Regions from separate parts of the Arachis hypogaea genome. Here region 1 is linked to region 2. Evidence: chromatin contacts called from public Hi-C data. All regions are on one chromosome and are shown on one strand. Each heading gives the region's core, a stretch centred on a gene start, on an enhancer-like site or on the middle of the called end of the contact. The rest is flanking DNA. Distances are from core to core; before and after follow the strand shown. Region 1 overlaps LOC112709397 (COBRA-like protein 1). Region 2 holds the start of LOC112709363.

Region 1 (2,700 bases), core at 33-2,532, 46 kb before region 2:
AAGTCTCCACATTTAGCTTCAGTCGTTTCACCACCAAGCAGAGCTTTAAATCCACCTCTAGTTCAGTGTACAAGCCATATGTGTCCGATTCGAGTGCACTGGCACGTCAAGCTCCAATACAAAGAGTACTGGAGGATCAAGATCACAGTCACAAATTTCAATTACAGAATGAACTATTCACAATGGAACCTTGTTGTTCAGCATCCCAATTTTGACAATGTGACACAGGTTTTCAGCTTTAATTACAAGCCACTGACACCTTATGAGGGCTTAAGTAAGTTTTTCTATCTTACATGATCATAGTCCTAATCTCCTAGATGGTTTCTCGAACTTGTATCGGGTTCTTTCTTGGTGCTTGTCCTGTACTTGTTAGGGTATATTCAAACGATGTTCGAATGTCAAACTAAATAAATATAAAATCAATACGAGATATACTTAGATATTATATTAATATATAATATCCTAAAGATATTCTAACAATAATAAAGAATCCTTACCTAAATACCAATACTTCTTAGAAAACATAAATTCTTGTGGCTAAACTATTTAAGTTACTTCTGAATGAAACAAACTAATACTTCTAACTTGTTCTGTAATTGTATTTGTACTTAGTATTGATACCATATGTGTACCTATGCAACATAGTTCCTACATGATCTTATGAAGAAAATGTATATATACATATATATATATATATATATATACCAATTATTATATGATAATTATTTTAGGATTATGTATGGGTTTTGCAGATGATACAGGTATGCTGTGGGGTGTGAAGTTCTACAATGATTTGTTGGTTTCAGCTGGAGCAGTTGGGAATGTGCAATCAGAACTGTTATTTAGGAAAGACAAATCAAGCTTCACATTTGATAAAGGATGGGCATTCCCAAGAAGGATCTATTTCAATGGAGACAACTGTGTCATGCCACCTCCAGATGCATATCCTTGGCTACCAAATGCAAGTTCAACACTAGTTCTCTCTTTGCTAAGTTCTCTCACTCGGATTCTGGCTTCTTTTCTTGTCTTATCATTTACATGTTAATGGTGATGGTGAGATAGGTGCATAGCCATAGTGATTGCCACAAGAATTTTGTGCAGTTATTTTTACTTGGGGGGTAGAGTTTTGTGCTAGCTGCACCTATGTTTGCTTATTTATTATTATAGCTTCTGCGCTGCTTATTATTATTATTGTTTTTGAAGAATGCTTATTATTTATGTTAACATGTATCTACGTATGCTAATCAGTAAACCTATTTACCTCAAACGGGTTCTGCTATAGGGATTGGGCTTGATATCTTTGTTTTCGGATACTTGGGCCATAGAAACTGATATATGGTATCTAATTTATGTGGAAACTTATAAGTATCTTTTCACAAAGTTGATAGTTGAAAAATTTTTAAATGGTAATTTAGTTAAATATATTAAAATATTTAATTATTTTCAATTATTTTAGACAATTACATGTGAGTATTCATCTTAATTTATATCTAGCCGTTTGTTATTTTTTGGAGTTAGGATCCGTTTCAATATCAAAAATAGCAAATTTGTTACCTAACCATATGAAAGTAGGCAAAAGATTAGATAGTCTAACAATATTTGGACTATTAAATAGTCTTAATAATAAAATATTTTTTAAAATTTTTTAATAATTATTAAATAATTTTTTTAAATATTATTTATGAATTAACCTTTCAAATATTATTTTATTTTAAAATTTACTCTTTATTTTATTATTCATCATTTATATTTTCATCAACATCATGAACAATTAAAAATAATATAGAACCTCTATTGATAATCTTATTCCTAATACAATCATGAGTCAAAATAATAATATGATCATTTATATTTAATGATAGAATCTCTTAATAAGAAGAATTAAGCCCCACTTTAATCTCTGAGATTGGTGAATTGTACTAATTTAGTCCTTAATTTTTTAATTGCTACAATTTGATCCCCTATAATCAAATCAATGTAGTCTCTTGTGCACTTTTCGTCGCCAAAACTCGTCGTCGTTAGTGGCGTAACTCAAGCCTTGCCACGCTAGACATATTAAAACGATGCCGTACGTGTTTTGACGCTAAAGAAGGCGTTAAACTATGTCGTTTGAGAGTTTGAACAATCTTGTCATAACCAAATTCCTTGTCATAACCTTCAACGACGTCGTTTAATGTCTTCTTGAGCATCAAAACGCGTATGACGTCGTTTTAATATGTTTGGTGTGGCAAGACTTGAGTTACGTCACTAACAACGTTGAATTCTGGTTATAGAAAATACACGAATGACTACATTGATGGACTCACTTTTTTTAATCTGGGGAACCAAATTGTAGCAATTGAAAAGTCAAGGACTAAATCAGTACAACTCGCTAATCTCAAGAATCAAAGTGGGGCTTAACTCTATATTTCCCTTTTCATAATGCGGTACAAAATTATCAAAGTCTTTTCTACTAGCTTTGGTTGTTCCTATTACCACAAGCTCTTCGCTGTGTCAAACAAAATAAAAATATTAGATGTGGGATCATTAATCAACAATGATGATAGTATTAACTCAATTTATGAAGGATCTAGAATGGCTGAAAATGCATATGCATAGGTCTTTATCTGGTGTTCTAAAAGACACATGGTTGGGAGTTGGCATAAATTTATACTTTATTGACTACAAGTTTATAAAATAATAATTAGCATTATTCATAAT
Region 2 (2,700 bases), core at 110-2,609:
AGACATACAAATCAAGAATTAAAGAACTATATTTCGAAAGATTAAAGCTCGAAAAATTGACCAACCTACTACATTGCTGACAAAACCTTTGCTCAATGCCATTGACTATAACTACGGCAGTCTTGGAATGAACCTCACAAACTTTGTGTCTCTTGTGGTAATCTTTAGAGGAGCTGAGATCCTTGTTACAGCCATAGACTTGGCAGTAAGAAGTCTGCGAGTGCAAACCCAAAGAGCCTCGCGGTCTCTTCGGGGCCGTGGACGACACAGAAGAACACAAAACAGGTGCTCCTTTGGAAAATGATGCAACATTAACATCAGCATGATCAGCAAATCTTCCAAGCTTCAAATCAATGAGGGAATCACGGCCACTACTGGAGTCCACAACAGTAGTAGTAGTTGTAATAGTACTATTACTACTACTTGTGATTCTTCCACCATGTCCACTACCTCCAATTAGATCATTAAACAATGGTTTCCCCAACAGTTCAGGGAAACCAAGTTCTTCAAAACATTGATTGTCAAAGCTAGAACATGGGGTTTTCAGTTCCCATCCAAGGAAGGAACTTTTGCTTCTCAAAAGGGTACTAGGAGGAGGAGGAGGTGCAGCAGAAAGTGCATCGTTGGAGACATACCCCTTTTCTTCTTCAGTAACATAATCCCAAGAAGATTCCATTGCATGCGACAGAATCAATCAAGAGTATAAAAGAGAACAAACACCACACCACAGCAAACAATCCACCTTCAATGGAAACAGAAACAGTGTGCTACTGCTACTACTACAGTGTGTCGTGTAGAGAAAAAAGAAAATGGAAAACTCAGCTTGAATTTCGTTGCTGCAATAATAACCCTTAGAAGCTGAAAAAGCAGCTTTGAGGGAGGAACCACTGAAGAGTCTTGCAAAAAAGTAACAAGTGCCCACTAAAGAAAGACAGAAAAAGTTCACAAAATTACTCTACCTGAAGCTAAAAAACCTTTCTTTGAGCTCTTTGATTCATTGAAAACAAAAATAAAAACTTTTAGAAATAAAAAAAAAAACCTCAAAGAAGTGAAAAACCAAGTCAAGAAAAGTCAAATAGAGGAACAAGGTAAAGGGTAGCAAGAAGTATGCAAGGTTAAGCAGAAGATAGAGGAGTCTGAAGGAGGCAAAAACAGAGTGAGTCCATGGAATTATACAGAAAGAGGAAAAAAGCATTTGAGTAAGTGAGGGAAAGGGGAAACAGCTACTTACCTGAATGATGAGAGAGAGAGAGAGAGAGAGAGAGAGAGAGAGAAGAGTGTACTTGTTTTGAAAGGGTCCCAAACAGTAAGAGTGGGTGTTTGTGTTGCTATTTTTGGAGAGAGACAACATGAATGGACAGCTCTTCCAAATTCTTTAATTTCTACTTTTGTTTTGGAAATTACTCTTATCATCACACCAACTTATTATTAATCCCAAATTTATTTTCAAAATGATAAGGTTTATGTATATTGATTGTATTCCACATTTCCACTCACTCACTTTAATCATCCAATCTGATGATTATTCAAATTCAAGTGTTGCTCTTAAACAAAACAAAAAAATAATGATAAAATATGGGTTTTTTAATATTTTTAATTTTTTTTACATTAATCTAATATTTAGTTTGATTTGATTTTATACTCAATATTTAAAATAAATTTTAATTTTATCATTAATATTAATATATTTTAAAGCCAATAATCAATTTTTTAATTATTCGTATCTTTTTTTAAGGTGTTTGAATGGAAAAAAAGATGGTGAAAGTTGGGGGTAAGTGGTAAAGAAAAGTGATTGACCAAAATTACTCTCATGAGTTTGGGTTAAAGTTATAATTGGTAATCGGATTAAATAAGAAGACAACAATTTTAAAATTGCAGATAAAAATATGCATCTTAGTTAAATATAAAATTCAATCAAATTAAATATTAGATATAACTATAAAAATTTCAAAAAGACTAAGAAAAAAGTATATTTTATCTAAAACAAAAGCACAATTATTATCTATTTATAAGATCTAGTGAGACTGCCTTGAAGATTAAAGTGATCAATTTTGGTATTATTATAAGGTGATTATTATAGTATTTAAGAATGTTTGTCTAATTTATTATAAAAGATTAAAATTTGCTATAAAAAATAAATTATAGTCACCGTAAAATTCACTTTATTGTAATCAAGACTCTTACAGGCTACTTATACTATTTTGTGTTGAATAATGTTACATAATTAATAAATATTATTATTTTTAGACAATTTACCATAATAAATAAATTGTCCTCCAAATTTATCAGAATACACATTTTATAAAATAGATACAAAAATGTATTTTTTTTATAAACTATGTAAATCGCGACAGGATCTCGCTATTTATGAATACACGTAATCCGCTATCGCAATTCGAAGCAAAGCATCACATAATCCGCGATAGCGGTGTCGCAGTTTATATGTGATTTACAAACGTACATAAACTGCTACCCTTTTCGCATCTACATCTTTCCATCTTCTTGCTGTGCATCACCATGCACCACTATGACCCTGACATTAGTCCAACTGCATTGCTTATTCTCCCATCATGCTCTCCAATCCTCAACTATTATTCAGCTTTCTCTTCTTATATATATATATATATATATATATATATATATATATATATATATTGTTGATTTTTTCAGTAACCCTTTTAATTATTTTGTTTTAATTTT

Evidence for each region. A called contact is a pair of places that touch in the nucleus more often than the background predicts.
Region 1: a Hi-C map of leaf shows a contact between it and region 2, with 2.4 times the contacts expected there. The contact joins the enhancer-like site here to the promoter of LOC112709363 in region 2. A contact is called at or near these places in 2 of 8 Hi-C or Micro-C datasets (both in leaf).

Annotation. Positions count from the first base shown.
Region 1 is chr1:109,577,038-109,579,737 of arahy.Tifrunner.gnm2.J5K5, reverse strand. It overlaps LOC112709397 (COBRA-like protein 1), which reads left to right. Exons shown (of 6, transcript XM_025761288.3): 5 at 1-274; 6 at 753-1,267. The coding sequence ends at 1,045. Among protein-coding and RNA genes, the nearest start is that of LOC112709397, 3.9 kb to the left of the region's middle. Within about 2 kb of position 1,282, at least 2 of the 3 cell types and tissues checked have open chromatin away from gene starts, as enhancers often do.
Region 2 is chr1:109,530,732-109,533,431 of arahy.Tifrunner.gnm2.J5K5, reverse strand. LOC112709363 reads right to left here and starts at 1,359. Exons shown (of 4, transcript XM_025761265.3): 1 at 66-1,359. The coding sequence starts at 676.